2 separate regions of the Mus musculus genome follow, and region 2 is linked to region 1. The links are chromatin contacts, called in public HiChIP or PLAC-seq maps. All regions are on one chromosome and are shown on one strand. Each heading gives the region's core, a stretch centred on a gene start, on an enhancer-like site or on the middle of the called end of the contact. The rest is flanking DNA. Distances are from core to core; before and after follow the strand shown. Region 1 holds the start of Prrx1 (paired related homeobox 1). Region 2 has its middle 20 kb from the start of Gorab.

Region 1 (4,066 bases), core at 445-2,944:
CATCTTTGTTCCCTGTTTTCTCTAACCGAGGTGGCTGTGTAGCCTGCGCTCTGGCCGGACCGGACCGCTCCTACCCTGGCGTGGACGCCCCGCCTGCCTGCGGGATTTCTGACCGCCGCTCCGCCCGAACTGGAGATGCAGCCCTGGCGGCTGGAGACAGTGGTGGCCGCAGAATCCCTGCATGGGATCCCCTGGCCTCCCAGCGTCCCTGGGCCTCCGGGTCTCTCTCCAGCGCCCGCTTGGCTTACAGCATTGGGGGAGCCCTCTTTTTCTCATCGGTCTTTCTGCGATCAGCAACCAGCCACTTTTCCCAGGACTCCTAACTTCTTAACGCCTTGTCTCCCCGAAACCGAAGCCTGGAACACGCTCCCGCCGCCCTCCCCGGGCCTCCACCCTGTGTCCCCAGCGCACACTCCCCGGAGCACGCGCCCTCACTCACTGTCCTGCTGAGGGGTGTCGCTGCCACTGGTCAGTCCCGGTGACTCCAGCAGGCTCCGGCCCGCCTCGCCCACACTTTCGTCTGCTTGTGCCGCCACCATGTCCCCGGCCTCCTCCAGGTCTAGCAGGTGACTGACGGAGAAGTTCTTTTTCGCCTGCAGGGTGTCGAGGTTGCCCGGGCTGTCCAAGCGGCCGCCCAGCGCCGGTTGCCGCTCCAGAACGTGCCCGTAGCTGGAGGTCATGGTCTCCCCTCCAATCCCACCCACCCCCCTCTTCCCGCTCGAATCAACACCAAACGCTGTGGGCGTGAGGGGGGAGAGGAGCCGAGTGGGGAAGAAAGAGGGGGGAGTGGAGAGAGAGAGAGAGAGAGAGAGAGAGAGAGAGAGAGAGAGAGAAACAGAGGGTGGGACCCCTTCTGAAGTGTAGAACTTTCGGGACAAGTAACTTTCCCTGCAGCCTCGGTTACTTCGCTAAAGCCAAGTCCAGCGCGGTCCAGAGAGATAATCCACACCAAAAAGTTCAAAAATAAAAACAAAACAAACAACCTATGCTTAGATCAAAAAGAAAAAAAATATCCCTTTCAACTCTTAAAAAGCGTCCACTCGCAGACACTAAAAATAATAATAAGGGGGAGCGAGGAAAGGGGAGGCCAGCGGGGCGGGGGAGTTAGGCAAACAGAAGAGAGAAGAAGGGGTGGAGAGAAGAATCAAAGTGGCTTTAAAAAAATTAGAGAAAGAGGTTAAAAAAAGTTATTCCCCCGGCAAGAGTTCAAGCGCCAACAGAAGAAGGCTTGTTCCAGCTTTAAAATGTCTTCAAGAAAGCGCGTTCCCCCTCTCTGCACTCCTGTGGATTCTCGGGAGTGACTAGAATTTCAGGAGAGTGATGTCTTGCAGATGTATTAGAGAGCAGGATTCTCACTTTACTCTTCGTAAGGAGGAAAAAAAAATAAGAAATAAAGAAGCGGGGCTTCAAGAGTCTGCAGAAGGGTGGCGGTCCCCCTTCCCTCCGCTCTCTCCCCCTTCTCCGTGCGGAGCTCCTTTTCCCTTCTCAGTTGGATCAAGAAGCTCTCTGGCACTTCAAAAGGCACAGGCTGGCATGGAGAGGAGGCTTTGTAGGGAATACAAGAAAATTGGAGACCCCTGGGAGGGCAGATCTCCACTTAATAGGAGCCTGTAATTACGTGGCAAAGCCTTTGTGCGGCGCCTGACGTTTTACAGACCCCCTTTCTCCATCACAATCTCCTACCTCCTTTTCCTCGGACCGAAAAAACAGTCTGATTAAGAAAACCCCTTTGCCAACATCAGAGCCAGAGAGAAAGGGAGAGGGAGGGAGCAAGAGAGGAGGAGGGAGGGAGGAAGGAGGGAGGGAGGGAAAAGGGAGGGAAGCTAAGGAGAGAGCCCCTTTGGATTTTTAAAATAAAGGTCTAATTATCATTCCCTTGCAGTAGTATCACAGAGAGAAAAGTGCCCGAAACCCGCAGTCACTTTAAAACGGGGCTGATTATTTTGTTTCAGCATTAACTCCTCCGGATTTGTTTGAGATCCTCTTGGAATATCTCATTTGCATGTTTTGATAACAGCTGAGGGCAAACTTGTTAGGAAAAGAAAAAAGAAAAAGGAACAGGGAAAAGATGCACATCTATAACAGTCAAATCTGCGGCTGCACCGCCCCCCAGTAACTTTTCCTGCAGCTTTGTTTTGGCGGAGAGCGCAGGGAGAGTCTGAGACTGAACGGCAAAAAAGAGCAAGCCTATTAAAGCTCGTTTGGCTCTGTAGAGACAGCCTATTAAATAATGTAATAAAATAACAAGAGCGATAATAACGGGAGGCTCTCTACGATCTAAAGACGGCTTGGGCAGATCCAGAAGTCTTCAGCTTCGAATGGATTCGAGACTTTCGCTGCCACCAGAAATCCCCAGGCTTCAGACAGTAGAAAATTTACATATTCATTAAACCAGAAGAAAGTCCGTCCTGATAATTCCCCTACCTTTGCCAATGTTCTAATTTCTTGCTCGTAGCCGAGGCTGCCCCAGATCAGAGCAGACAGGAACACTGGGGCTGAAGAAGTTGGGGGGAGCAGGAGGAGCTGGGGGTGGGGTGGGCTCTGTGCTAATCTGTATCCAGTTCGGTGAGGCCCTGGCAAACACAGAGACTGAGGAAGGTCGAAGTCTATGACCAGGCTTGACAGAGGGCAGAGCGGTGCTGGACGGTGTTTTCATGACCTGTTGGAATCTGGTAACAGCTTTAATAGTCTCATTAGGAATGAGTTACTATATGGCCAGTAAGTAAAATAGTATGTGCTTATTTGTGGCGTTTTATGTTCTTTAAACACACACATACATACGTTTCCCCTCGCTCCCCTGATTGCTAGATTTCCCCTTCTCCTGTAGCTATGAGATTGAATTGAAAAGAAGGAAGGGTCCCAGTGTGTATAAATGGTTTCTGTGCTCCAAACGGCCATAGTTAGCCCAGAACTTCCAGCCCTGATCTGGGAAAAGAACATTTGATGCCATCAAAGGGCTGTAGATTGAAACCAGATGTGCGCGCCTCGGTTCTTTCCATGCATTTAATTAAGGAGCCAGGATGGAGGAGACTTTTTCATCATTAGTCCACCCGCCGCCCCCTCCTTTTTCCACCCCTCGCCTCGCTCCAGCCACTCGTGCCGTGCCCCCGACCGGCAGCCCCCAGCCCCGCCAAAGTGCTCTGGTCGCCCCTGCTCGGCAGCTCAGGCTCTGAGCCGCGAAGGTTTGTCTGCCGGAGGGCATCTAAGCCAGAAGAGCTGGTTCTTGCGCTGGGGACTTGCCCGTGGGTGGGCCAGACAGAGTGGGGACTTGAGTATCCTGAGGTGCTTTCGGAGATGCCAACGGTGAGACTCCTAGAGCCTAAAGTGCCTGGAGTGGAAGCGACTCGATGGTCAGGTTAAAGTGGCATATTTCCACCGGTGTCTCTGGAACTCTCTGCTCCCTTAGGGGAAAGGAGACACCCTTTCTCTCTTCCTAAGGCCAGACAGCATCAGTCTCTCCCATATCTTCTCAGACTGGAGGCTCATGCGCTCCATCTTTACTTACACAGATGGATTCCTTTTTCTTTCAGACGTGAGGATTGCCATTTGTGACCAAATCCTGAGTAAAAGATCAGGACTTCTAGCACCCTAGATATTGCCTCCAAGAAGTATCCTTGTTTCTGTTTGCAGCCAGTATGGTTGATACTCCAGAAGACTGTCAAGGAAAAGAGATCAGAGACCATCCCCAGAAATATCATTAAGTGCCTTTCCTTGCATTCCGCCTTTTCTCCAGGAAGCAGGCACATTTTGAAAAACCGCAGCTGGTTACCCATGTTCCTATCAACCAATTGCTACAGTATCAACCTGGGTATTAATGGTTTCTATGGGAACATTTAGATACATTTCTAACATCTGTGTAGCAAATTTGTTTAGATAATAACAAATATAGCATCTAGCATATATAGAAAATGCAAATGTCTGGTATTTTCCTAAAGGTCAGAGGCAAACCAACTACTGCCACTTGCTGACTTCCCCTCCCCCATTGTTCTAGAAACCTGTAGCAAGGAGAGGTATACTAGAAAGGTGTCCTTTGACATCTGTGGGCACAGAGTGTGCTCTAGTCCTC
Region 2 (4,066 bases), core at 988-3,487, 110 kb after region 1:
TTTATCTCAGGGTATCTCAGCAAAAGTGTCAAGAGCTGGCTCTATGGACTTCCTCCCAACTTGCTGGTTAGAGCTGAGTTTACGCTTACTACTGTCAGTAACTAGTGCAGTCTTACAAAGATTTGATCACATTTGGGAGTGGAGAAAGAATGGCCAGGCAGGATTTATTCCAGATTGAACCTTTGGTTTTAGCCTGGCCTTTCATTGTGGGCACTTGATTAAAAGTGTGCAAGACATAGGCTGGAAAGATGGCTCAGAGGCTCAGAGGCTCAGGGATGCTGTTCCAGAGGTCCTGAGTTCAATTCCAGCAACTACATGGTGGCTCATAACCATCTATAATGAAATCTGGTGCACTCTCCAGGGATGCATGCATATATATATATATATATATATATATATATATATATACATATATATATATATATCAAATCTTTTTAAAAAGTGTGCAGGAGTCAAATATAACAGTCTACAACCAGTTCTTTGGTTGCTGTTTGTTTTCTTGCTTTTAAAGGAAGGGGATAATTTTTGAGACAAGGAAGTGAGAGAATCTAAGAAATAATTGTTGGTACTCACCATTGAAGATTTGATGGGCTTTTAGGGAAATGTAATGATTAATCAAAACATGTGATTATTAGGGAAGTCCTGGATGTGAGAAACTGTGGAATAGTAAAAGCTCATGATGTGGGTGGTAAGATGTGGCTTCCCTCCTCAGAGACCTGGTTTATGGATGGCTGGTTTTGAGTTTCAGGTTATCTGGGCTATAAAGCCCTGTATCCACTGGTAAGTATCACCCGGATCTTCCTTCTCATCAGAACATCCAGTAATTAAATATTACCTCAAAAGGACACACAGAGAGTGGATGTGTACATTGGGGAACTTGCGGGGGGGGGGGGGAGTTGCAGTGTGATTATTTGTATCACCCACTGCTCAGAATGGACAATGCACATGGGCCACAGACACCAAGTGTCATGATTTTATTAAGTGAAAAAGGGAGTTTTGCTAAACTGAAACTGTCACTGAGGCTGAGAAGAGAAGCCACCTGAGCACTTTCTGCCCAGGGTTGTTGTGAGGCTCTCAGAATAAGACTTAGGAACAAGGACTCAGTCTGTTTCAGCTGCTGTAACAAAATTGCATAAATGAGGTGGCTTAAGGAATAAACATTTGTTTCTCACCTCTCCGGATGATGGAAGTTCAGATCCAGTTTGGATTTCTGATGAGAGTCCTCTTTCTGGTGTATGGATAGATGAAAATAAAGAGAAGTAAAGAAGGGGGTAGAGAAGAGAGAAAAGGGCGAGGAAGAGGAAGAGGAAGAGGAGAGGGAAATCCAACTCTAGTTCAGAACTCAAAAACTATTATTTCCCCAAATACCCTTGCCAAACTCTGTCACACCGAGGATTCGGTTTTTAATATACGAATTCTGGAGGATGCAAGTATTTGACCCACAGCAAGTGGGTTTAAATTATTCTCCATCTGGTCCCAAGGAGACACAAAAACAGGTGACACTATGCAAGTAAGGTGCTTAGAATGTCTCTCACAGGAAAATGTGGACCAGTAGCCTTCTACTTTCTCCTTCAAATACACATCACTTTCCCAACCTCAACAAATAAAGTCCACACTTCCATTTTATTAAAATCTCTACCAAGGTTTCAAAGGGACTTGCTGAATTACCAGAGCTTGGGTCAAATTATTCTGTATCTATTTACTGAGCCAGGAAAAGGTATGACAAGAGAGACAGGGTACGAAGGATGTGTAAGGGGAGAGAAACATTTCAAAGTATTTTCAGTGATGCTTCAAGCTCTCTTGAAACTTGAGAGTAAGATAAGGCTACGTATTTCTGTGTGGTTCATTGGAACTTTCCTGTCAACCTAACCCACCTAACCTCTGTCACCAGAAGGCAATGTGCTGGCAAACTGACCTTAAACGCTGAAGGTTGGCGAACCCCAGCCAATGCCTCAGGGTGGGACAGAACCCAGGCGCCAAGCAGTATCCTGGGCTGCTAATTTGCTGGACACACAGAGCCCTGTTCTGTAACCTCCCCCTAGGTTGTGGGTGAGTGGAACCCATTAACATTTAAAAATATTTGCAGAAATCAGAGGGGGGAAAAGGTATTTCTGGAGGGGCAGTACGCAGAGCACTCTTACGCTTGCCAAAGTTTGCTGGCATGGCTCAGGCTTTGATAGAGAACATCTGGGTGGCTGCGGCTGCTGCATATAGATGGGGCAGAGGGCAGGAAACAAAGGGGGCTTGTGAGAGAATGCTGAGGGAATGCTCTTTGTAAGAGAGAAGGCCGTGGTACCTATCCTGTGTTTAGCAGGGAAGGGGAGAAAGAAGAAAGAGAGAGAGAGAGAGAGAGAGAGAGAGAGAGAGAGAGAGAGAGACAGAGACAGAGAGACAGAGAGACAGAGAGACAGAGAGACAGAGAGACAGAGAGAGAGAGAGAGAGAGAGAGAGAGAGAGAGAGAGAGAGAGGTTTTGCCCTCATGTTGCTTTGGTCGCGAATTCTAGAAGCTGTGATGACTGAGGACCAGCCAGTGGTTTCCCTGGCTAAATAGGCAAGAGCACTGCAGCCGCAGCATCCTAATGAGGCTCCTTCTCTTGGAGCTTCTTTGGAAACCCATATGCAAAAGAGAGGAGGGAGGATTCTGTTTGAATGGAGACAGGTTTGTCATGGCTTCCTCCACTGCTGATTTCATTTATTCAACAAGACAAAATGAGACACCGATCAGGACCAAGTAGGCTTCAAACACAGAAGTGCTTTTATTAACTTCAGGTTAGGGTCAGGTCGTTGAAAAAAATCTATCATCCGTGAACAGACATTGTCTTGCATTCTGCCTTAGCCACCTCACTTTACCCAGCTTGCATGCATATATAAGAGACGTCTCTGTTCAGACATCTAGGGGAGAGCCGATGTGGATCACCTGGTATGCCTGTTGTACAGATAACAATTGTGCATACAGGCGAGCCTATGCATTCCTACACAGGCTTCAGTTGTAATGCCTTTCCTCCCTTCCTCCCTTTGGTGTCTTTTTGTTGCTCACTTTCTGTCAGGATTAGTTTTTGTCAATTTGACACAAACCTAGCACACCTGGGAGGAAGGCATTTCACTTGAGAAATTGCCTCCATCAGATTGTCCTGTGAGCATGTCTGTGGGCATTTTCTTGATAGCTGATTGATATGGGAGGATCCAGCCCACTATGGACGGTGCTGGCCCTGGGCATCTGTTCCTGGGCTGGATAAGAAAGATAGCTGAGCAAGTGGGAGCAGCTTTCCTCCACGGTGCCTGCCTCTGCTCCTTCTTAAGTTCTTGCCCTAACTTCCCTCTGTGATGAACAGTAATCAGAGCATATAATTCCAGTCAAGCCTCCTCCTCCAAATTGCTTTTGCTGAGTGTTTTTATCATAGTTAACTAGGACCCTTTCTGACCAAGCTCCAGAGAAATCAGTCTCCTGGGTCTAATGCTTATCTTCTCTGGGAATTGATTGGGGCCCAAGCATTGGCAGCTGAATCTGGGATATGGTCATGATGGCAGTGGGACTTACAACAACTGGCCTAAACATCCTGGGCTTGTGAAAACTTCAGATGAATTGCACTCATTCAGCAAGCAAGAAAAAAAAAGTGTCTACTGTGTTGTGGGCTCTAGAGGGCATCATTTTGAGTAAATCCATCCTTATTTTGTAGTTCTGAGGGGCGTTAAATGATGTACTCAGTACATCAAATAGGACAATAATCTGTCCTGCTTGAGAACTGGTAAGCAAAGTTTACTTCATTAAAATCCCTTTATTGATGTGGCTTCAAAAATAGTCTTCTAGAATAACTCATCCGCACTGTTTTTAAACTTTTAAAAAATAGATCTCATGTTCTCCTATTCTAAAGCTGGTAGTAAAAGGCTAAGCGTACCCTGGGGCTTTGATTTCACATGCTCTTGTGTCTACAGTGCATGTGTGTGCACTTGGGATAATATTCTAAGCTAGATCAACTAGGCTTTACAGGGTCAGGTTTTTTATTTTATTTTATTCTAGGGACATGGTTCCTCTGTGTAGCCCTGGCTGTCCTGGAACACACTCTG

What was found. HiChIP or PLAC-seq counts read pairs in DNA pulled down with a chosen protein or histone mark.
Region 2: an H3K4me3 HiChIP or PLAC-seq map of embryonic limb bud shows a contact between it and region 1, with 2.3 times the contacts expected there. The contact joins the enhancer-like site here to the promoter of Prrx1 in region 1. A contact is called at or near these places in 5 of 39 promoter capture datasets (embryonic stem cells, frontonasal cranial neural crest, hematopoietic stem and progenitor cells and 2 more), 1 of 484 Hi-C or Micro-C datasets (nephron progenitors) and 1 of 115 datasets of contacts at active chromatin or transcription factors (embryonic limb bud).

The regions. Positions count from the first base shown.
Region 1 is chr1:163,311,956-163,316,021 of GRCm38.p6, forward strand. Prrx1 (paired related homeobox 1) reads right to left here and starts at 1,695. Exons shown (of 4, transcript NM_011127.2): 1 at 440-1,695. The coding sequence starts at 680.
Region 2 is chr1:163,421,659-163,425,724 of GRCm38.p6, forward strand. No RefSeq gene overlaps it. Among named protein-coding and RNA genes, the nearest start is that of Gorab, 20 kb to the left of the region's middle. Within about 2 kb of position 2,238, at least 29 of the 459 cell types and tissues checked have an H3K27ac peak or open chromatin away from gene starts, as enhancers often do. A contact at or near this core is called in embryonic limb bud, where this site is marked.